Regions from separate parts of the Mus musculus genome. Here regions 2, 3 and 4 are each linked to region 1. Evidence: chromatin contacts called from public promoter capture Hi-C data. All regions are on one chromosome and are shown on one strand. The core of a region is the stretch at or near the end of the contact, and the rest is flanking DNA. Distances in the headings are between cores, read along the strand shown. Region 1 holds the start of Sf3b3 (splicing factor 3b, subunit 3). Region 2 holds the start of Cnot1 (CCR4-NOT transcription complex, subunit 1). Region 3 holds the start of Csnk2a2 (casein kinase 2, alpha prime polypeptide). Region 4 holds the start of Setd6 (SET domain containing 6).

Region 1 (2,852 bases), core at 170-2,669:
ACATCCACATTATTCAAGGCTCTAAAAACCTCAGATTCATTTCCCAGAGACCCCATTCTCTCTCTGGGTTATAAATCTTACCAAACTTACATCTTTCCATATGCTTATATATGTGCATGTTCAAGAACATATATTTATTGCATATTTTATGTGCTGTCTTTAACCAAAGGATGAATTTTTTTGAGAAACCAACAAGACAGCTTTCTGCTACAGATACCGAGAATCTTACTCAATGCCTACACTATAATTCAGTTAGCGAAACTGTTAACGCTACATATAAGCAAATGAAGTTATACCTCTAAGATTTAGTCCTAAAATACCTAATAAACTAATATCTCTAAGGCTTATCCCTAAAGGTTGAACTGGCACTGGCAGCTTGAGGGTAGAGGACCTCACAATTTACAAGGCTGTCACGGATGAGTTCCGGCTGCACCATAAGCAGCGAACGTGATGTTATGACTTTGGACATTTGCTTTAACAGGGGGGAAGATGGTACCTTGCCTCGTAAGGCTCTGTATGCAGAATTTCGTGTTTGAGGCTACGAGAAGGAAACCTATGGCCTTGGGCAAGTGCTCTCTACCATTAGGTTTGGAGGATTAAAATGAGCACCTACTCACTCAACACCAAAACAAACGGATCTCCTGGCTTACTGAAGAGGTGCTTCCTGGAGGAATATCCGGTATCAGGTAACCGTAACAGCCAAACCGTGGAAAGCTTCCTCCCCCGCCTCTGCCTATAATCTCCGGTTCCACCATCACCTCCTTTTTATCTTGCACAGTCTTCAAATGGGTACTATTAGCCTTCGGGTTTTTTTTTTCTTTCTTTTACAGTAAACAGAGGTTCAGAGGAGAAACAACATTTTGCCTAACTACCAAATGCACAAGTTCAAACCAGATCCCCGGCTCCCGGGCGGTTTCTGATAGTTGCACATTTTGAACAAACAGAATTTTTACCCCTTGCTGATTGAATAGTCTTTCAATCTCGAGTCTTCCTATGCAGCCTCGGTGGGACTCCCACTTCCTCAACCTCCCCCGCGTGGTGGAAATACACGAGTGTGCCACCACGTTAAACTCGCAAGCCTTAAAGGACTCGTTCCCACTCTGAAGACACAAGTGGGCGAAGAGTCCACGAGGCCATTTGCCCACGGCAAGCATTTCCCTAACCTCACGCCTACCGAACCTCTCGGGCCTAAAACTGCCCCTGCGGCTCCGGCCGAGGTGCCGGGCAGCTCTCTCCTATGAGCGCTCTCCACTTCCTCCGCGACAGAGAAGCTGGGAGGCCACTTCTTTACCCTGCTGCAAGAAGGATGGCTTCGGTACCCGACGGATGCTGAATCGCTTCAAGGCCTAAGCCACCGCCACTGCCGATCCGCCGGCGTCCGCCATTAGCCTTCAAGACGGGCCTTCGGGTGCCGCGCGACGGGAAAAAGGTATCTAGCCCCCGCCTGATAAATAGATGTAAATTTGGGATGTTTTCATCTTGCACCTGAAGACTAATGAGTTATCTAAAATTTATACGTTACGGTAAGTTTTCTGTAAAATAGAAGGTTAGTTTTAAAAATAGACTTCCAATGGTTTTGATCGGGCATATCTGTGGGCAGCCCCAAAGGTCACCGCGCCAACGCAGAGGGGACCTCGCAAGCCCGGAAGCGCCCACCGGGAGCCAAGATGGCGGAGGTGGAGTCTCCGCTGAAATTGTCAGGAGCTCCTCCGCCACCGGAGGGGGTGGGAGGAGGACACTGCTCCGAAATCTCCACCGAGCTCATTCGCTCTCTGACAGAGCTGCAGGAGCTGGAAGCTGTGTACGAACGACTCTGTGGCGAGGAGGTGGGGAGCTGAACCTCCTTTTTCCTGGAGGATCCGGTGGCAGAGGGCATCACGGGTGTCGATCGCTTTACCAGGGAAAACGAGAAAGCAGCTTCCCAAGAGGCTTTAATGTAGTTGGGCATTTGGGTACACCTGTCAGTTCTACTCAAGCTTATTTGACCTGTTACCTGGACTACTTCCTTGGTCTGCCTCCGTATTGATTTCCCTGACGAGTAAAACTGGAAGTGGTGTGTGTGTGTGCGCGTACATGTATGTATTACATGCACACATACATATGTGTATACCGAATTGGCTTGACTTCAGAATAAGAATTGCTTTGGCTTGGGAAGTGAAAAGTTACGAAAGTTTCTTCTCGACTCATTTAAAGGAGAAGTTCCTTTCTATTTAGCTTGAAGGTCTAAGACTTTTTCTCTTGGAAGAAATGATTATGTGTGTATTTTTAGCATTTCAGTTAAGTGTAGGCATTTGGATGTTTTCTTATTTTGAGACGGCCTCGGTGTTGCCCATATTGTCTTCAAATTGGCTACCTTCCTAGAGCAACCTCTCAAGCTACTGGCATTATAGGCGAGCTCACAACTCCCTAGAAGTTTGAAATCTCCCTGTTAGGACTTTGAAGTTTTAAGACTAAGGCGCAGCTGTCTGGTCTCGGACAAGTGATTTCATCTCTTGTACCTCGGATGTGTGGTCAATCAAGTAACAGGTGTGGAAAGGATTCGGCTTCCTTTCTATTAATAGCATGCTATATCTCTTTATATACGTTTGTTTCTTTTCCATGGCAGTCTGGTGCTGTCAGTTCGTGGATGGATTCCTTGCAAGTCAGAAGATGTAACCTCTCACCTAAAAACCTTGGCAGCTGTTTTTCCCAGGGAACTTTTTTTTTTTTTCTTTTTAGATAGGCTCTAACTATCTAGCCCTACCTGGCCTGCAACTCACTATGTAGACCAGGCTTGCAGTGAACTCAGTAATCTGCCTGCCGCTGTCACTCAAGTGCTGGGATTAATGTCATGCAGCTCTCAAAGCGCTCTG
Region 2 (2,747 bases), core at 148-2,647, about 15 Mb before region 1:
GCTGATTGTTGTTGGGTTCCCCCCCCTCTCCATTGTAATCACAAGGGACCGAACTGCAACAAAACCGGAAAACTCAAGTACTGTTACTCGGTTTTGAATAGAGAGGAAAAAGAAGTATATAGGCCCCAAAGAAACTCGACATCTGGGGCTAGAGCTCACTGATACAAGGCCTGCCTGGATTAAATGTCCACGGAAGGTGGGACTGTAATATTTGTCGAGGTGACTTCTGGGGAACGTTTACCTCTCATGAAGCTTAATTTTCCATACAACACTTTGAAAAGCACTTCTTTTCAAAACCTACAAAGCACTCCTCCTGCAAGTAATGTCTGTGAGCACAGGTGGGTGAGCTCCCTCCCGGACCTGGTGGCATGGCCAAATGTGTTTGCTTATTAGCCTTAGGCTTAACCTAAGATCTCTCCAAGATCTGCACCAAATCAAGACCCACAAGCATTCTGCTCACTGGTGGGCATCTGCCGGTAGTTGCCGGTTGGAGGGTTGGGGGCGTTGGGACAGGCAGAACCAACACTACCAACCGCACAGGGACCTAGGTGACTTAAGTTGGGGGGCTATCGACTTGTTAGAAAGTGCGAGCGCCGGGGCGCGCGAGTGGAACAAAAAACCTGTAGCGAGAAGGGTAACACGGAAGTGCTCACTCCCGCCCGCCCGCCCCTCCCACCGCCAAGCAGCCAAAAGCGAGGGGCTTGACAACGTGCTGGGGGGCGCAGGAGGGGAGGGAGTCCCCGGAAAGCGCTACGAATCGGCAGCAACTCCAAACCCGCCCCCTGGCCCGCCCGCCCAGCGAGGAACCTAGGTAGGCCGCGGGCGCCCGCGCCCATAGCCCCCCATCCGGGAGCCCGGGAGGAAAGGGACAGTTGAGGAGCTCGTGCGCTCCGAGGAGGCTGCAGCCCTGCGCGCGCGGCGAGCCGAGGCCCTGGGATCCGAACTGCCACCTCCGCCGCCGCCATCCTCGAAGCCTCCAGGCAAGGCCTCCAGGCCGAGCCGCTCCGGAGCTGCTCACCCGCGCCCGGGCGCTCCGAATCCAGGAACGTGAGCCCCCGGTCTCCCTTCTCCAAGAGAGCAAAGCCGCCGCGAGCGGGCCGAGTCCGTCCCCTCCCGCCTTGGCTCCACGTCTCCGGCTCGCCTGCCCGAGTCCCGACGCCCCGGGAAAAGGCTTCCAGGGTCCCCAGTCCACCCCACCCCCGGTACCGCTCCCACCCGGACCCGCGTCCCGAGCTTGACACTCCCAGCCTCCGCCACCTCCAACCGCAGCCCCAGCCCGCCTCACCTCAGTCGGCTCCCGCAGCGCTGGACACAGGAAACTCCTGGGTCCTCGACTCCGGCTCTCCTCGACCCCCCTCTTCGGTTAACTCCGCTTGTTTTCTCGACAAAATGGCGCCCGAGGTCGCGCGCTCACGTCGCGGCCTTTCCCCTCCCAGTTCCCATTTCACCATTCGCTGCCCGCTTTGGCGGAGGGATGGCCCTAGCGCCCAGCCAATGGCCGCGCGCTGACCGCAACGGCGGTCCAATCGCCGATGGGTACCCGCGGATTTAAACCAATCACACACTAATCACTCGCAGAAGTCGAGGAAGAAACCAGGCTCCTGCTAGCAACCACCAATCCAGACTCCTAGTTTGCGGGGCTCAGGCCAATTGCCGCTCATCAGCCCTGGGACTGGGTCCGAGTCTGGGCGCCTGCGCACCCGGGTGTAAGCCAATGGTTAGACGTTGGGAACTTCGATTTGGGACTCGAAGACATAAGCCTTCGAGGTGTTCGACCTATGGGGACTGGCTGGTCATTGCCTCCGGGAAACAAAAAAATACGGAAGGGAGCTCGTTAATGCATTGCCACCCTGCGCACAAACTACTCTAACTTAGAGACAGGGTGATGCTCGTCTACTTTCCTTCGTCTTTCGAAATGTCACGGTCCGAGAGGCTGTGCGGGTTCCCAGCGGAAGCATTGTCCACCCCTCGGATCTCTTTAGCAAGGAGCACCAGTCATCAGAAGGCGTCAGACGCGGGGCAAAGTTGAGGTCCTTTGCATCCTGGGTTATGTAGTCGCACGCCCCGCCTATTCCTGTCGCAAAAGTAACGTGGTCTCTTCCATCACTGTCTGCGCCCTAGAGCAGCAATGCATGCTGGAGAATGTAGTCTCCCAGATGCCCACCTAATCCTGGCTCTTTTAAAGTTTGTTTTCCATTTGTCTTTTGAAGCAGGGACGCTTTGCAGAGATATAGAAACAGAAGTTCTCCTCCTGCTCTTGGCTATTCTCAAGGATGCCAATGCCTTTTGCTTCTTGGATAAAAGGCTACGTTATCCACTGTGTCCTCCTATCTTTTAGACTTTTTGTTTGAGTTTTGAAACAAGGTCTCTTTCAGTTAACCCAACTGTAGTCCAGGCTGGCCTGAAACATACTAAGAAGCATAAATTGACCTTGAGCTCCTTGCAATCTTCCAAAATACTGAGATGATAATAGACGTAACCTCTCATACCAGTACTATTTGAACTTTAAAGAGATGTGTTAAAGACTTTTATTACTTATTTTACGTGTACAGGCGTTTGCTTGCATGTAAATCTATGCACCATGCATGTACAATGTCCTCAGAGGTCAGAAGAGGATGCCCGTCCCTCTGGAAGTGAACGGTTGTGAGCCACTGGGTGGGTCCTCTGGAAAAGCAGCCAGCTCTTGTAATCTCTGTGCCATCTTTCCAACCCCTAGATGAAAAAAAAAAAGTGTCTGAGTGCTTGCC
Region 3 (2,700 bases), core at 54-2,553, about 15 Mb before region 1:
CTTTTGCCCTGTGGGGGGAAAGGTTACATGCCACCGTTGGCCACTCACCTTGAGAATTTTTACAACCACCCTCTCATTGTTGGTGATGTTAATGGCCTCAAATACTTCACTATACTTGCCCCGACCAAGTTTTCGAACCAGTTGGTAATCATCTTGATTACTGTGAAAGGCAAGAGATATACATAAATGCCAGGATTTGGGATTAAGCAAGCCTCTGTCCACCACACATCCATCCGCCATCTCCAACTAATCAAGCATTCGGAAGTATTCCTACCATCACACAGCAACTCATTCTCTTAAATGAGAGCCACACAGAAGCTTGGCTCCCTTCACTCTGCAGAGCTCCTAACCTAACTGACTCTTAACAAGAAGAGGAATGGGCAGCTACAAGGCCTCAGGAGCCATTAAGGGGACTAAGGGAAGCATCCCCCCTGGTGGTACTGGGGTGCCCTGCCCGTGGCTCCACGGCACCTGCCTCCCATTTCACACCTTCCAGGGGGCACTGCCCGCTCTAGACAATCTGCCCCTCTTCAAAATGACCCTCCCACCCAGCCTCATTTCAGAAAGTAAAGAGGTAGAGATTTCAACAGCTCAAGAGGACAGCCATGGACTTCCCAACCCATAGGAAGCCCAAAGTCTGAGGAGGAAGGGCCGCCCCCACCCCCGACCCCACGCTTCTCCCCACCGGCGGCTGAGCCGGGGACCGAGGCAGGGCGGACAGGAGAGGCCGGGGACACGTGCGGCCGGGGCCGGGCCTCCCTGCCAGCCCCGAGGCCGAGCGGCCGGCGGGTGCGGTTCGCGCGTGGGGCGGCCGGCGGCGGCTTTACCCCCAGCTCGGGACGTGGGCTTCGTAGTCCCAGTACTCGCGGCTCCTCAGGCTGTTCACCTCGGCGTAGACCCGGGCCCGACTGCCCGCGGCCGGGCCGGGCATGGCGGGCGGGACCGGGGGGCGCCGCGGGGCGCCGAGGGCGGCGGCGGCGCGGCGCGGGGCGCGGGGCGGCAGGCACGGGAAGCGGCGGGCCGCGGGCTGCCCAAGCAAGAGGAGGAGCGCGGCGGCGGCGGCGGGCGTCCGCGCCAGGCCGGGCCCGCGGGGGCGGGCGGACGGACGGACGCTCGGGCCGGGGGGCGCGGAAGGCGCCGGCCGAGCCGGCCCGGGGCCTTCGGCTGCCGGAGGGACGGCGGGGTTCGTGCTCCGCGGAGGCCTCCGCTCGGCTCGCGGCCCCCCAGAGGCGGTGGTGGCGGCAGCGGCAGCCACCGGTCGGGAGAGGGGCAGCGGCAGCGGCGGCGGCGGCGAAGAGGGAGGAGGAGGAGGCGGAGGAAACCCGGAAAAGGGGCCGCACTCGCCAGGAGCGGCCGCCGCCCAGCCCCGGCCCGCCCCGGCCCACAGCGCCCCCTACAGTGCGGGGGGACTATGGCCGGCGCCCGCCCCCTCAGCGAGCTCGCCACCCTCCAAGCAATGTGGCCGGCTGCCTGCCCAACTGCAGGCCACCCCCCAGAAGTCTCTACCTTTGACTGCCGCCGCGCTTAGCATAGTTCCACTGTCCAGTCACCTCGTGTCCACCCACCACGACCTCCCATATTGGCCCTGAGCTGACTTTCTTTGAAACCCAAGAACCCTCCCCTCAAACTGTCCCCCTTCCTCACTCCTCTTCCCACTCTGGACCCCACCCTGCCATCCACAGATCCCTTCCTTCAAGAGGAAAACCAAACTAGTCCTAAAGCTACCCTCGCCTCCCAATTCCCCATCCAGATTCCTCCCTGAGAGCCCACTGAGCCATCCTTTGGGCCACTTGCTTAAACCAGAGCCCACCAGATAGTTTCCCCATAAAGTTAACTGGGTTTTTCCCCCTTTGTATTGAACCTGTAATTTGTGGATCATACTTTGAGAATGTAAATATCCATTTTGTTTGTTTGTTTGTTTGGGAGGAGGGAGAGCTGGGGAGTGAGGACTTCTTGAACAGTCTTCTCTCTCATTGATGTCCTGGGGTCCCCGGCTATCTTGTTTTCCTGTTCATATTCTTTAACAACAAGGATCTCTTCTTCCAGCCCAGGTTGCTCTGACTCTAAACTCCCCCTCTCCCTCCCCCCCACACACTGTTTTCTAGATGAGGCCACGTTTCCTCTTTCTTCACATACCGAACTATCGAGGTTCAAGTCCCGGTTCCATAGTTTGCAAGGAATGCAGATTTGAACCAATGACTCAACGTCTCCGTGCTACAGATTTTGTAGCATCAACCCAGCACCGACTTCACAGAGCTGTACAGAGACTAAGGACTGCTCCATATTAAAACACTACATGTTCCCGCTGTTGTTAAACTCTACACCTTTCCTTCCCTGAGAATAGCGCATGCCCGTCTTTCAGTTTCTTCTTCTCTCTGAGCTTGGCCACGGGGTACCGCTGCCACCCCACAAATGACTGGCTTTCTTTTTCAAATCTCACCTTAGAGGCCACTTTCTCTGAAGTTGATACTTCTCTCAGCGACTCCTCCATGCCCTTCGTAAAACTACAGCTTGGCATGAGTCCTCTCCTGGTTTGCCATCTGTCCCCTCCCTGTGAAAACAATGTGAAGGCATGACTAGGGCTGGGTGATCACCACCAGGTCACTCAGTGTCTGCCGGGCAGGAGGCCTTCAGTCAACACAGTGCTCTTGGCCCACGGTTACCATGCTGGTTACAAAGGGGACCCTGAAGGTCATATTA
Region 4 (2,925 bases), core at 314-2,813, about 15 Mb before region 1:
CCATTGGTTTCATCTGCTCTCATCCCCAGAGAGGAGAGAAAGCACTAAGTGTGTATATGGGGAGTGGGGATGATGTATGTGGTATTGTATGGGTGTTCTGAGGCAAGAGGACACCCACATCCATTTATCTGTGGCACATGCCGCCCCTTTCTGTAACTGTAAGCCATTTCTAGACTGCTCTGGAGTCCAGTGGAGTGTTTCCTATCCCCGGTTCAGTTCACTCACGTGCTTCCGTGAATACTGAATGTGACTGTTTAGAGGTGGTAGAACTAATCCCTTACTGTAGATAGCACTCCAAGTATTGGACATCTTTTTGCTGTGTTCTTAAGATATCTATAAATACCTATACATTATATATATATATATATGTATGTATATCAGGTCCTCCTTCCTGTATGTGGTTTCCCATTGGTAGTTGTCTTCTCTTTGGTCAAGATGAACTTTTAATGGAGTTCATTATTTTCCTCTCTGTACAAAGTTAAGAGCCTAATTTTGTGTATTCTGTTTGGTGGCTGATAAAGAGACTTTGAGATTACAAAATGCAAAACAAAAATCCTTGATATAGAAAGTTAACTGTGCAGAAAAACTAATAAAGAAATTAAGTCTACGTGTGTCGTGTTTCCTATCACAGGGAAGGCTCAACTGTTTAGGCTGCCTGGCTGCCCCAGGGCGCTGATAGTTGGAGGATAGTGCCTGTTAGACACATTTGGTTGGGGGAGGGTTGAGCAATCTTTCTGTAGCCCAGGCTGGTCTTGAATACTCAGCAATCCTACTTCAGCGTCATGGGTGTTAGAATTATGTAGGCCACCCTGCTTAATTTTTTTTTTCCTCTTAGGGTGATAAGAGATTGAACCAGGGTGTTTATACATGATGGTCAAGGTTCTACCAAGCGGCTATATACTCTGACTGAGATATAATTTTACCAGTCCTGATACTAACTCTATTTCACAGCTGAGCAGAAAGTTTAGCCAGCAAGAAAGACCGCTTCAAAGCAAGGGCACAACACTATTTGCTTGGTTTTAGTTGTTTTGGGACATGGTGTCACTCTGTTGTCTGGCTTGCCAGAAACTCCCAGTAAACCACAAACCCCCCTCAACCTTCCAGGTACTGAAACTAAACTACTGAATTCTCCATGTTACCGTTTGTGCTATCATTCATTCACCTTATATTACTTCCAGCGTCTCTCTCTGTCTCTCTCTGTCTTCTCTCTCTGTCTCTCTCTTCTCTCTCTTTTCTCTTCTCTCTCCTCTCTGTCTCTGTCTCTCGTCTGTCTGTCTGTCTCGTGCGTATGTGTGTGTGTAATGTGGAAACCCTTAAGGCCACTTCAAACCCAGGTGTAAACGGACTAATCAATCAGTCAGTGAAATGATGGTTAATCACTAACCATCAGTCGGTCACTACGGCATACTAGCCCAGCCTCCACAGAGGAAGAAACTGTTTTGTCCCTGCACGCCGCTCTCCGGGACACGGCCAGAACTAGGGTGGAGGCCGGTGCGCACGCGCACGCGCGATTCCTAAACCGGAGCGGTTTAGTAGAAACGCCCAGCTCCGCCCCGGAAGCGCAGTGAGGACCCGGCTGCTCGCAGCATGGCGGCCCCCGCCAAGCGCGCGCGGGTAAGTGGCGGGTCGCCCCTCGTCGCGCCCTGTCCCTCCCCGAGAGCTGCCCGCGCGCCCCTGCCGCTCCCTGCGGGGTCCAGCGGCGGCGAGCCCGAGGGCGACGCGGTGGCCGGCTTCCTGCGCTGGTGCAGGCGAGTGGGGCTGGAGCTGAGTCCTAAGGTGACGGTGAGCCGGCAGGGCACGGTGGCCGGCTATGGCATGGTGGCGCGGGAGAGCGTGCGGGCCGGGGAGCTCCTTTTCGCAGTGCCGCGGTCCGCGCTTCTGTCCCCCCACACCTGTTCCATCAGCGGCCTGCTGGAGCGAGGTGGGTAAGGAAGGGGCAGGGGGACCAGCTCGGAGGCTGGCAAGGGAGTGGCGCTTGGACGTTCACCTGGTGTCTTCCCTAGAGCGAGGCGCGCTGCAGAGCCTGTCTGGGTGGGTGCCGCTGCTGCTGGCGCTGCTCCACGAGCTCCAGGCCCCAGCATCACCCTGGAGCCCTTACTTCGCGCTCTGGCCAGAGCTGGGGCGTTTGGAGCATCCCATGTTTTGGTGAGAGCCGAGGGAAGGGCCGGGAAGAACCTGTTGCAGTTTCTTTGCTCTGGGACTGGGCACCTGCTGCATGAGAAGGCTGCGAAGGGCTCCGGGTGGGCTGTCCTTGCAGGCCGGAGGAAGAGCGGTTGCGACTCCTAAAGGGTACAGGTGTCCCCGAAGCCGTGGAGAAGGATTTGGTGAACATCCGTAGCGAATACTATTCCATCGTCCTGCCCTTCATGGAGGCTCACTCGGATCTCTTCAGCCCCTCTGTTCGCTCCCTGGAACTCTATCAGCAGCTCGTGGCCCTCGTGATGGCTTATAGGTCAGTGATTAAAGCCTAGAGGAGCAGACCCTCATCTTTGAGAGGGAAGGTGGGAAAGAACAGTGAACTCCAGGTCCCTCACCCGAGACTGGGCCTTAGCTGAGTTCTCTCTGCGGCAGCTTTCAAGAACCGCTGGAGGAAGATGATGATGAAAAGGAGCCCAACTCACCCTTGATGGTGCCTGCTGCAGACATACTAAACCACATAGCCAATCATAATGCCAATCTAGAGTACTCGGCAGTGAGTGGACCCCTATCCCTGGTCAGGTGGTGTGCATTACAAATCAAATCACTGGGCTCCAGTTTCCTACTAATCGTGAAAATGCGGTGAGACTAGCTACTCTCCGGTGTACTTTTGATATCAACTGAGATGGTGTGGACACACCCTAAGTCCACCAGAATAGCTGCCTGCTCTGCCAAGTCACCTCAGGCCCTGTGGAGAGCATTAACAGCAGTTCAGTGCTATTAGGAGGT

The links. Promoter capture Hi-C pulls out the DNA fragments that hold promoters and counts their contacts.
Region 2: a promoter capture Hi-C map of pre-B cells shows a contact between it and region 1. The contact joins the promoter of Cnot1 here to the promoter of Sf3b3 in region 1. A contact is called at or near these places in 3 of 39 promoter capture datasets (cranial neural crest, neutrophils and pre-B cells).
Region 3: a promoter capture Hi-C map of pre-B cells shows a contact between it and region 1, with 3 times the contacts expected there. The contact joins the promoter of Csnk2a2 here to the promoter of Sf3b3 in region 1. A contact is called at or near these places in 2 of 39 promoter capture datasets (liver and pre-B cells).
Region 4: a promoter capture Hi-C map of pre-B cells shows a contact between it and region 1. The contact joins the promoter of Setd6 here to the promoter of Sf3b3 in region 1. A contact is called at or near these places in 2 of 39 promoter capture datasets (cranial neural crest and pre-B cells) and 1 of 9 other capture datasets (adipose tissue).

What each region holds. Positions count from the first base shown.
Region 1 is chr8:110,845,384-110,848,235 of GRCm38.p6, forward strand. It overlaps Sf3b3 (splicing factor 3b, subunit 3), which reads right to left and starts at 1,420. Exons shown (of 26, transcript NM_133953.2): 1 at 1,292-1,420. It overlaps Cog4 (component of oligomeric golgi complex 4), which reads left to right and starts at 1,641. Exons shown (of 19, transcript NM_133973.2): 1 at 1,641-1,826. The coding sequence starts at 1,668.
Region 2 is chr8:95,806,048-95,808,794 of GRCm38.p6, forward strand. Cnot1 (CCR4-NOT transcription complex, subunit 1) reads right to left here and starts at 1,398. Exons shown (of 49, transcript NM_001372353.1): 1 at 1,286-1,398. It overlaps 4930513N10Rik (RIKEN cDNA 4930513N10 gene), which reads left to right and starts at 783. Exons shown (of 4, transcript NR_015574.3): 1 at 783-2,747.
Region 3 is chr8:95,487,517-95,490,216 of GRCm38.p6, forward strand. Csnk2a2 (casein kinase 2, alpha prime polypeptide) reads right to left here and starts at 1,304. Exons shown (of 12, transcript NM_009974.3): 1 at 828-1,304; 2 at 49-160. The coding sequence starts at 931.
Region 4 is chr8:95,714,350-95,717,274 of GRCm38.p6, forward strand. Setd6 (SET domain containing 6) reads left to right here and starts at 1,564. Exons shown (of 7, transcript NM_001035123.4): 1 at 1,564-1,921; 2 at 2,004-2,145; 3 at 2,258-2,452; 4 at 2,572-2,692. The coding sequence starts at 1,588. Ndrg4 (N-myc downstream regulated gene 4) reads left to right here. Exons shown (of 17, transcript NM_001372423.1): 17 at 1-607.